Regions from separate parts of the Gossypium hirsutum genome. Here region 2 is linked to region 1. The links are chromatin contacts, called in public Hi-C maps. All regions are on one chromosome and are shown on one strand. The core of a region is the stretch at or near the end of the contact, and the rest is flanking DNA. Distances in the headings are between cores, read along the strand shown. Region 1 holds the start of LOC107963599 (NAC transcription factor 25). Region 2 holds the start of LOC107962287 (caffeoylshikimate esterase).

What was found. A called contact is a pair of places that touch in the nucleus more often than the background predicts.
Region 2: a contact with region 1 is called in a Hi-C map of leaf, with 1.9 times the contacts expected there. The contact joins the promoter of LOC107962287 here to the promoter of LOC107963599 in region 1. A contact is called at or near these places in 3 of 34 Hi-C or Micro-C datasets (hypocotyl, leaf and petal).

The regions. Positions count from the first base shown.
Region 1 is chrA06:90,941,168-90,947,400 of Gossypium_hirsutum_v2.1, forward strand. It overlaps LOC107963599 (NAC transcription factor 25), which reads left to right and starts at 2,478. Exons shown (of 3, transcript XM_016900050.2): 1 at 2,478-2,758; 2 at 2,873-3,180; 3 at 3,269-3,903. The coding sequence starts at 2,536. The coding sequence ends at 3,802.
Region 2 is chrA06:91,201,055-91,207,287 of Gossypium_hirsutum_v2.1, forward strand. LOC107962287 (caffeoylshikimate esterase) reads left to right here and starts at 3,522. Exons shown (of 1, transcript XM_016898604.2): 1 at 3,522-4,872. The coding sequence starts at 3,832. The coding sequence ends at 4,782. It overlaps LOC107962286 (helicase-like transcription factor CHR28), which reads right to left. Exons shown (of 12, transcript XM_041115684.1): 11 at 6,201-6,233; 12 at 4,932-5,629. The coding sequence ends at 5,525.

The sequences.
Region 1 (6,233 bases), core at 1,228-3,727:
CAACTTAATGACTATCCTTGGCACGTACTCTCGCAAAGCGACTATCCACCTATGTAGCTTATTGTACAATGCATCCCAATCTCCGTAGAACTACTTCATGGCAATCTATTTAGCTATCTATACTTTTTGGTATGACACTCAGTACTGGAATCATTCTTACATTTCAAGAAACAATATCGAAATAGGAATGGTCGGCATGTTTTTCACCATTTGCATGATGCATGTGCAGATAGTTTTGGAATCAAGTTTGCGCTGATCTTGCGTCATACATGTTGAAGTGCATGTCTGAGGCCCAACAAATTTTTGAATCTCCCACATTTGTGACTTTAGCATAAATGCGGCTCGTACCTGCCAATTGCAACCTTCTACTGACCATCAACACTCCCCAATATACAATGTCGATTTATACACAACGACTTTGTAATCAAGCGATAAATTCATGCTATAATGCTTAATGGTAAATACACACTCCTCATTGGTTGTGAATTTTTGGCCCATAAAAACCTCTTTACGTCCGGATTCTACGGCCAACCGATGAGCAGGTACTATATCGAGGTACTCCAAGAACTCAGATGCATGCATCACATCGAGATCTATGTTCCACATGCGTGCCCAAGGATCATTGTGTATCACAATGCCTCGATTCGAGCTCCCAACTAAAGACATATTAACATTTTCATCGCCATTCGTACTTTCATCATCAATATCATCCGGGACCTCATTTAGATCGAGATCACTAAAATCTTCAACCTCATGATCAGAAAGATCATTATTATCATATCCATCATCATCATCCACATTGGTCTCAATCACCATTAATGTATTTGTAAACAGAGACTCGGGTTAAGGTTCTCAAACGCAGGTAGAGCATTAAGATCAATGTCAATCCTACGTACAGTTGTTCACCTATCAATGAACGCTATTAAAACCATTATACACGGATCTTGAACTTCATGTTCTTCACTTAATGGAGTGAAATCTTCAAATGGTTCCACATCAGCTACCTCAGCAAAGAACTTAATCGAATTAGTTTAATGACTCCAATTCCAACAATAAAGAGTGACCATTGTCTCTATGTCTTCATCGTCTACAAGTTCCATCTTGGTGAATTTGATGGGATTTGATGAAACTGCAAATTTGTAGAATAATTTCAATATCTTCATCCCAAAACGTCTAACAATTTTTGCACTGATCCTTTCTTTCATTTCATCAACTCAGACATTTATATTAAACCTCAGAGCTATTTTTTGACGACATTCAAATATACATCCAACTGTTGTCAAAATTACTCCATTAAAATAAACGCATGCGAAAAATTGATTATCCTACTTTAGTACTAAATTTGTAAAAATAATTAAATTTCTCAATATGCAATTTCAAAAAAAAATACTATCAAAAAAATAAATAATTAAAATTACAAATCAAAGTAATAAAGACCACAATACCACAAATCCAAACAAATATTAAAGTTTTTCCACAAAAAAAAATTACAAATGTACCTTCAAACTAAATAAAAATACTACTAAGTCAAACAAATATTTAGTACTAAAAAGAATTAATTACAAAAAATATTAACAAATAACTACAAAAAATCAATTTACTTTTAAATAACAATTTAGGTGCTGCCTTCTCTCCTCCTTTAACCAAAAAAAAATGAAAAATAACAATAAACACTACACTAAAAAAATTACCTCTCTTCCTCTTGTATCTTCTTTACTACTAAGTTGTTTCTTTTTTTTTTTAAACCCTTTTCTTTCTCTTGCATATCTCAACTAACCTAAGCCTTCTAAGCACGTCCTTTTTTTTCAACACCTTAAAACTATTTATAAACTATAAAACCTATTTTCTAGTGAAACCCTAAAATACAATGCTGATGGGTTTAACCAGACTAGTACTGCCTATCAGGAAGGCACAACTGGTGCCACTTAAATCCCCATCATATTTCATATTTTTTACTGTATAAAATAATGTTGCCTTTACATCACCTTCAACTCTTAAAATATTAATTTTTTTAAATAGTAAGGTAATGATTGGGGTTAAAATATAAAATTGGTGTCGCCTCTATATCACCCACAACATACTATTTTGGTAAATAATGTGGGTGGAATACCATTTTCATATATTTTTGTTAAGAAGAAGAAGAAGAAAAATGGCCAAAAACAGACATGCTTGCATGCACGCCTCTCACACTCATTTTCTCTTGACAAATTAGTTTTTCTTGAACTAAGCTTGAAGATCTTACATAAGAAAAGCATGACATGGAAAGCGTATAGACAGTTCGAAACCTACGATCCCAGAAACCTGTCCCTTCCCAATTTTCTTGCCTTTTGTCCGCTTATGTGGTCCCTACCAACCCATGCTCTCAACCTGTCAGCACACCTTCCACTGAAACATCCTACGTGCCATCCGACCATTGGTGTCAGCCAACCCATTGTTCCCCTCTCCCCTTACCTTATAACATTTAACATGTAATCTGAAATTTTGTCCATTACTTTCATCTACCATGTTACCAATTCTTTGAACTCTATAGATTTCATGAAAAATTACAAAGAAAATGTTAAATACTGCAAACTAATGGAGAGTACAGATCCATCATCCACCTCGCCGCACCCGCAGCTCCCACCAGGGTTTCGGTTCCATCCGACCGACGAAGAGCTAGTGGTTCACTACCTCAAACGGAAAGTGGCTTCGGTTCCTCTACCGGTTACAATCATAGCAGAAGTTGATCTTTACAAGTTCGATCCATGGGAGCTTCCAAGTATACATAAAGAGCCCAAAAATTTAATTTTAGACCATGTTTATTGGTTGATCAAATCATGTATTTCAGTCAAATACTTGGTGCATAACTCTTTGAATTGTGCATATATTGTAGATAAAGCAAGCTTTGGAGAGCAAGAGTGGTATTTCTTTAGTCCAAGAGATAGGAAATATCCCAATGGAGCAAGGCCTAATAGAGCAACAACTTCGGGTTATTGGAAGGCCACGGGGACAGATAAGCCCATCATAACTTCGAATGGAAATCAAAAGGTTGGTGTCAAGAAGGCTCTGGTTTTCTATGGAGGTAAGCCTCCGAAGGGGATCAAAACGAATTGGATTATGCATGAATATAGACTCATCGACAGTAATTCTAATTCAAAGGCTCAAATTGTTGACTTACCCAACAGGAGAGCTTCTTTACGGGTACGTACAAAGATATCTATAATCTGTTAACAGTCCCATATATTTAAGACTATCATCATTTTCTTTTTCTTGTTTGTCTTCTCTTCAGCTTGATGATTGGGTTCTATGCCGGATTTATAAGAAGAACAATAGCCAAAGATTGATGGAAAAGGATAAAAACCATTCAGCCTTGCCAAGTTTTAGCCATCAAAATCATGGTTCATTGGTAGAACATGAAGAAAATTGCTATAAAAGGATATTAACAGGAGACAGCATGCAAAACAGCTCCATTTCACAAACCGCAGTCTCTTCAAGCTCAAAGCAAAGTCTTCCCATGGCGTTTTTATCAGCAACTACGACAAATTCAATCCCAGTTAAACAAGCAATAGCAGGTCCACAGTACTGGAATAATGAACCAAATTCAACAGGTTCACAATCAGGGAAACCCAGATTCCATGGTGATTTAAATAGTATTTCCATTGCTAGCCCTGACATTGATGATACCAACTCATCGTTCGTTTCTTTGCTGAGTCATCAGTTGCCTCAGAACGCTCCATTCAACACTAGCACGATCGTTGGATCTCTTGTCAATGGGGTTTCTCGGCAACAATTTATACTTCATGGCATGAATTGGAGCTCTTAGTTTCGATTTTTTTTTTAACGTCTTGATGGGTATTATAATTCATCTTTGTTCTTTTTTGTATTTCTTCTTTTTGCCATCAATTAGTACATCTTAGTTATTAACATCCGTTTCTTCCTCTATATAGGCAAATTATAAATACACTCACATGGTAAAAGACATAAAAATAATATAAAAATTGAATTATTGATTTTTATAAAAAGTAATACTTATTGATAAAGCAATAAAAAATGTAAATACCTTTGTTAATTAGAATTTGATTGTGTTGGTTGCTCACCAAATTTCAAATGCTTAGAAGAATAATTTTTAATTTATTTTTGAAATAAATTAATTTACCTATATAACTCTTTCAATATATGATTTTTATTTTAAAAGTTTCATCATTTCCTAATTCTCCAACAAGTTTTAAAACTTTTCAAATATCTTGAATTCAAAACAATTTGACATTAAGTTGTTTGAGTTGTGTTATTTCAAGTTTGAATCATTTTGAGTTTGTCAATTAATCTTATCATAATGAGCCATCTCAAGTTAAATTCATTTCAAAATCGATTCATTTTGGGTTCGATTGGAAGGCTTTAAATTATTAAATTTTTATAACCAAATGTTGGGTCAGATTGAAATTCTTGGATCAATTCATATTTATATTAATAGAACCAAGTTTTCATATTCAAATCATAATTTGTTTCTCCTCTTGAGGAAATAATAACAATTAAGATCATATATAACTACAAGCTTCAATGTCAATTGCAACTCAAGAAAAAATTGACAAAATTTGATTGTCATATTTTGACCAAAATTATTTGGGCCTTTAGTTGTTTATTCTTTGAGGATTGTTAGCAACTTATTGACAAAGATTTAGTTAAGACTAAATTCAGATTCTCAATACAATCAAATCCCCTTAAATAGAAAATTTAATCTTCAAAGGAGTTTGATAACAAAATCGGTGCTAGTATAATTGATATTGCATACCTTTTTAAGTAGTTGTTTTATGGGAATCAGAGATTGTTATTGATAGTAATTGAACAAGGCTATTTTGCTCATATATTGAACAACTTGTTTAGGTTAAAAGTACAAATGAGATAGAACTTTAGGAATTGATTTGTTAATATAAAAAATATAAGTGAATTACCTTGTGTTTATAATTTACATCTAAACTTTTAGAAGAAAGGCTTAGTGAGAGAATAATCTAATTCAAAATATAAGAAAAAAGTAACTTGTGAGTCGAATTTAAATAAAATATTATACCGTGTCTAAAAAAAACCCTTACAAAAGTAAGAAGTTTCATCTCTATTGTGTAAACAATTTTTTAGTATTCATCTCTATTTTCCTACTAATAATCACTACGTTTAATTTCAACTAAAAAATATAAAAAGACGGGTATATATACACACACAAAATTATTAAGTAGAGATCAATTATCTTATATATTTAATAAATTATTATTAAAAGAATCGGGTGCATCTATTATAAACTAAATACACGTGGCCAAAAAAAATTTAAAAGCTGTCAAAAGTTTTTCTTAACACATAAGTGGTTAATTTTGAAACACAAAATACAACCATGATTTTCCAAGTTTATAGTATAGTTAAGGATATGATAGGGGGAGAAAAGTGTCATAACAAATCAAAGCATATCAATATTTATATCTATATCTAATATAAAATTAGTTCTTAAAGAAGGCTTGTGAAATAAATAGGATCTTTTATATTTTATTTGTTAATAGAATTTTTAGAGTACATGAGAATTATATTTTAATGATTAGGTATGAAAATTTATTGATTTTTTTCTCTTAATTATTTGTTCAATTGCAATTGCACGAAGTAATTATTAGTAAGAAAATAAAGATGAACATAAAAAAATTGTTTATGTAATTTGAAAAAGGTTTACATTTGTGATGCCTTACCTAAAAAGGAATTCACTATCAACAATAGATACAACACGTTATTTAAATTTAACTCATTCACCTAAATTGCAACTTCAACTTCAAATTAAATCAGTCTCCTTCTAAGACTTTCCTCCTGAAAGATTAGATGTAAACTGATAAAAATAAGTCGATTTATTTATAAATTTTGCACTAACAAAACATTTCCTAATCAAATAAACAAAATATTCTCTAATGCCTACTCATAACCTAAATATACACAATAAAAGGATCCTAGAAGGATCCAGTTTAATTTAGGGGTCTGATCCTCCCATATATTTGATATGCTTCAATTTAATTTTAAAAAGCAAACCTGAAGTCAATTGTAAAATTAGACTTATCAGGCCATCAATTGTTGTTAGTTATCAACTTCTCATTTTAAGCTTTTCTTATGATATGGTCTGAAATTACTTTAAAACACTTTATGTTATATTATTGAATTATCATTTATTAATAAATAATTATGGTATAAATATTTTTAAAATTAAATGAAGTTTAAAATTTTTTATAAAA
Region 2 (6,233 bases), core at 2,272-4,771, 260 kb after region 1:
GACCATTTGTGTTTATGTATGTATATATATGGTTTCACGATGTGACTATGGTTTGAAATGGAAGTGTTGGGCTAATGATCAGCCATTGGAATGGCTAAATATGATCACATGTGGACCTATGTATGGCAAAACCCTAGTTGGTCCATGGTAACCACAAAATAGGTAAAGTTTATCTTGAAAACAGATTTTGACAGCAACAGTGGTGTAGAATTGAAAAATCACATAAATTCGTAGGAGTGGAATTAAATAGTGAATAAATTATGTAATCGAACCTTGATGAATCTACTTTCATATGGAAGTAACGAAACAATTATAGGAACAGTACAGAAAGAGATATTCGGGTTCTTGTGGAACAGGGCCAGAACAGTTTCTGGATTCACTGTTCCACCTTTGGAAATTCACTATAAATTGACCAGAGATAATTAGGGGTCATACCATATATGTATGGATTCCTCTCTGAGTCTAGTTTCCATAGAAACAAACGGCATTAGTATTGAAGCTCTGTGCAGAGAGATATCCCAGTCGTAATGGGAAAAGGTCAGTGTAGTCGACCCCTGTAACATGGGAGAACTTGACTAATAAACTGTACTAATTGGCCCGACCAAAAATTCTAGAAAAAAATACATAGGTGGGGACATGAGTCTAGTTTCAGGGAAAAATCACAAAACTAATTTTCGAGTTGTGAAACTCAAGATATGATTTTTGAAGCGACTAGTACTCAGACTGGGTAGTGTCTGGAAAATTTTTTAAAAAAGTCTGTCAACACCTCGTATTCGACTCCGGTGACGGTCTCGAGTTCGGGGTGTTACAAAAGGCATGTGAAGACAAGCATTCAAAAAGAAAATCTAAAGCAATAAACATAAAAGAAACAAACTTTAACAAGTGTAAAATAAAATAAACTAAAATACATTAAACTAAATCTGAAAATGTCTTACAACCTAGGTACAGGGACTAAAAGTACAAATAACCCTAATTTACAGTGATAACTAACTTAACTAGCACTAAGAACAACTAAAGCAAAGAAAGGTTAAATCTACAATCAAGGAAATGAACATAAGAAACCCTAGAAGAAGAGAAAGAAATGCTAAGAGAAAACCTAGAAAAAACTAAATCTAAACTAAGCTAATATGGCATTTTTCCTCTCTCAGCCAAATTTTAGCTGATATAGCAACTATTCTGACCTAATCCAAAAAAAACCCTTAAATGAGCTTTCAATGATTACTGCTTCGGGTGGACAAAGACTACCCTTCTTATCCATTTTTCTTCTGTCACAATATTGGTATCGCGATACCAAAGAAGAAGATATCACGATACCTTAGAAAATTTTGAACTTGGGGTGCTTCTTGGCAGGTGGATATCGTAATACCACTAAAAGGTGGTCTCCAATCCTAGGTTTGTTGGAGGTATTGTGATTCCAAGGTTTGGATATCGCAATACGCTCTCCTTTGGTCTCGTTCTTGCTCAATTTCAATCTCCAACATGTCCCTACATAAGTTAACCATAAGTTGAGGCCCCCAATGGCACTACTGGCCAATTTGGGGTCTTAAAATGAGTAAAAACAAGACATATACACTTTTTAACTTAAAACCTAAAAACTACGAAAAACTTCAAAAAGGACACTACTTTGCTTGAGAATAAGCTCCATAAATGTATCGGGAAAGTCTAATTTGTCATATCAAATTATGACATATCAAGGGCAATAAAAGATCTAACAATAAGATTTAAGAGATATGTACAAGGGAAAATAAAAGAACAAAGAATTTAAGGTTTTTCTCTTGACTTTGATGCTTGGATATGTCTCTATTGAGTCTTAAAGTATTCTTGATGAGTGTTTATACCAAAGTATAAGTTTGTAGACATTTATCGCCATTGGAGGTAATTTGAAACCGTTGCAAGCATGAATTTTGGAATGAAAAAAAATATTTCTACTACTAAAGTCTTGATATTTATCAAGGAGGTATCAGTACTTAGATAAAAAGTAACCATTGAGAGGCTAAGTCTCGAGACTTGCAAACCCAAGTCTTAAGGCTTGCCTAGTAAGTCTCAATATCATGCCCTTTTAGAAAATGTTGTTAGCTATGACTTGTAAAAACCCAAATATTGATACTTAGCTACCAAAATGCCTTTGAGAACATTTTATGTAGCTTTTAAATACTTTGGTATTGACTAAAGAACATTTGGAACATTATGAAACACATATAGAATATGTTTTTGAGTTTTTGCAAGTGCTGAAAATACATTTAAAATGTTTGATAAAATTTTCAACCATATTTTCATGACTTAGGAAATATATATAATTTATCTTAACAATTAATGTATTTTTTTAAGAAACATAGCTCAAGAACTAGCTAATATGATTGAAAAGGAATAAATGGTTGAAATATTGAATCAAAAATCCATTCGATTGGATTTTAATTTTTTTATTTAACCTCATTTTGAAAATCTCAAAAACATTAACTAATGATAATTAAGAAATATTTATAAAAATAAAAATATAAAAAAATATTAAGACATAAGAAATATATATTAACAAAAATATTAATAAAGAAAATAAACCAAAGTACAAGAAAGCCCAGAAGATTATATGAGAAATTGAAAACAGAACCGAATTTTTTTGTTAAAAAAATCCAAAATATTAAATAAAATTAAATTAAAAAAAACCCCTCCTATTTTACATTCTTTTCGGTTTTGTTCCAAGTTTATAATTTTAAAAATTCTTACTTTTATTTCTCAGTATTAAGTTAGTTTTTTTTTATGGATTCGAATAAATAATATTTAATTCAGATATAATTATCAAACTGTATGTATCAATTGTTTAACATTATTTTACTTTTATAAATAAGATATTTAGATATCATCTTCACTTTTTCAATTTTCTATAAATGCTTTTTTTTTAACTATTTTTTAAAAGAATATTAAACTTGGATATTTAGTGAATTCAGATATTTGGTGGGCAATGCTATCCAAATAGAATTCAAACTTGGATTGTAATAATAGATTTAATGCGAATAAAATATAAAATTATCTTGAGGTGGGGATTAAGATATTACTAAAATTGTACATACCCTCAACCCTAAAATTACTTTTAAGAAAAAATATATATAAATGTTCACGAATCAGGAAATTCGTCATGTCTCATTAGCCTGCTCACTTATGTTGAGTTTAGGTTTTTTTTTTTTTCTCTTTTTCAATTTCAAGTGAATCTGCTTGATTGATGGTTTATAATAAAAAAGGTAAAAAAATAGTTTTATATTAATATTTATATAATTTTTAATTAAATATAAATAAAAATATTTTATTTTTATATAGTAAAATTAATTATATGAGTGGTTGAATTAATTTTCCCTATTTTTATATTTAATAATTTATTTAATTAAAGAACTGGTGATTTAAAACCTTTAATCACAAATTCACAATCATAAAGCTCAAAATGTTCACTTTTTGTCTTTCTGTTTGTCACATAATAATTTTTAGTTAATTATCTTTTTCTAAGTTGAACTAGCAGGAATATCACCCTGAGAAAAAGAAAAAAATGTATTTTAAGTACTATTTGTAACAACAAAGAATTTAAGTAAAAACACATAGTTTAGCACCAATTTTTAAGTCAAGCATTTAATATCACAAAGATGAGAAAAAAAATGTATAATTACACAAATCTACGATGAAGCCGAAGGTGCAAAGAGGAAGAAAGTCTATGTCTTGGTAGCCCAACTCAACCACTAGTCCAACCCAAGAGTAAAGAAACCTCTTTAAAGGACCAGCCACAAAACTATTTACCAATCAAAAGCAGACGCCCAAAACGATCTGATCTACTCAATCTTTTCTCCAAGGATGGTGGAACAAGAAGAAAACCTTCATTACTGGGGCGACATCTCAGAGGAAGAGTATTACAGGCTGCAAGGAATCAAAGGGTCAAAATCGTTCTACACTTCAACAAGAGGCCTCTCTCTCTTCACAAGATCATGGCTTCCACTCTCTGGCCCTCCACGTGGCATCATCTTTGGGATCCATGGGTATGGCAATGATATAAGTTGGACTTTCCAGTCCACATCAATCTTTCTTGCTCAGAAAGGGTTTGCCTGCTTTGCCCTTGACATGGAAGGCCATGGGAGGTCTCAAGGCCTTAGAGGCTATGTCCCACATGTTGATTTGGTTGTCCAAGACTGTCTCTCCTTCTTCAATCTCATCAAGCAAGATCCTAACTTTGGTGCTTTACCTTGTTTCCTTTATGGAGAATCAATGGGTGGTGCCCTTTGTTTGTTGGTTCATTTTGCTGATCCAAATGGGTTCCAAGGAGCTGTTTTGGTGGCACCCATGTGCAAAATCTCAGACAAGGTTAGACCCAGATGGCCAATTCCTCAAGCCCTCACTTTTATCTCCAATTTCTTGCCCACTTTAGCCATTGTACCAACCGAAGATCTTCTGCACAAATCAATCAAAGTAGAAGAAAAGAAGATTGTTGGGAACAAGAACCCAGTCAGATACAGAGGGAAACCCAGATTGGGGACAGTTGTTGAACTCTTGAGAGTGACTCAGCTTTTGAGTGAAAAACTGCGTGATGTAAGTATCCCATTCCTAGTAGTCCATGGGAGTGCAGATGTTGTCACGGATCCGGAAGTGAGTCGGACTTTGTACAAGGAAGCATCCAGTCAAGACAAGACCTTGAAGATCTATGAAGGGATGTGGCATTCCTTGTTGTTTGGTGAACCTGATGAAAACATTGAGATTGTTCGTACTGATATATTGTCTTGGTTGAGTGATAGATGTAACACAAAGATCTAAACTGGTTTAATTTATGCTGTTTCATTGGAACAACATTATGTTAATGAGGATTTGTAATTCAATTTCAATAAACTTATATATTTGGACCTATGAATTGGGATGTGCTATCATCATATTCGGGTATTCTGAAAAAAGAAAGTAACAATTAGTACAGGGATAAAGCATAAGGTTCTAATTCGCAATAATCAAGGTTTGACGTTAATGAATGAATACACTGCAGGGCCATAAATAGTATGCTCAAAATGACCGATGATGCTACAAATTTCAGTTTCTGTATCTTAGAAAAGAATAAGAAAATTAAAAATAGGGGACCTATCATTTACATAACTAAAAGAATAGCCCAGTTCCAACCCTATACCATCTTTGGAAGAGCCCTATCCCTATATCCATATACAATGTCATAGGTGATGTGAGGTTTGAGAACTATCAATGACCAACAAAACAAATTTAACTTTCCTTTTGTGACTATGTGGTATGAGAATTCTCATACTATTAACAGTGTGTGTTCAAAAACCCTTGCCCCTTGCCCCTTGCCCCTTGCTCCTTGCCCCTTGCCCCTTGCCCCTTGCCTGTCATAGCATCTGCTAGGCAGGGAAGACGGGTTGTGAAATGGTGTTCTACAGGAAGAAGTGGGAGATCCGACTGTCCATCCCCAACATAATGCACAGGACCTTGGGATGCAAGTCTAAGCACCGCCAGTTTTGCTAATGCCAATTACTGATGTAGCTATAAAAGTGACACATCATGCCATGAACAAGTATTCCAAGTCTTCTACCGTGAGGCGAGTCTGACGCCCACCGGTTTCATCCTCCCCAAATGCTGATGCAACCATCTTCCTCTTCTTTTGCTGTCAATTACGAAAACAAAAAATAAGCAGACCCTTAATGAAAATAAAGTTCTTGGAGAAAGTAAACATGCAAGTTCTATTGATGCTGGGAAGCCATTTTAATACGGCCATTAAACAAGCACAAGTTAGTTTCAACATGAATATATTCCCAACAGCTATTGAGGTTTCCACTAGCTGTACTATATCCACGCCAGGGCTTTCAAGAGCAACCACTGCCCATATGACCGGACTTGTGATACACAAATTTAAAATAGTTTAATGCTCAGTTCTAAACTATATTTAATTATGATTATGCTAGATAGATAATGCGATAAGCATTCAGGCATTCAGGCAAGGCTTAGCCCACACGAAGCTCAAATTTTCTCTGTGGTGTATGGGCAGCTTTATCCATGTTTATAACACTGAAAGTTAACTTGTCAAGACCATTAACAGCATCAGATACATCAATGCTTTTCTATGCACCAAGCAACCATATCAGCATCAAATACACTCTTCAGCTTGACAAAGCTATGGAATTAAACACGAAGAGAAAAGCAGACCATTGTGCCTGCATGGGTGGGGAAAAGCTTACCTGAAGAGCCAAAATACGATCCTCAACTGTATC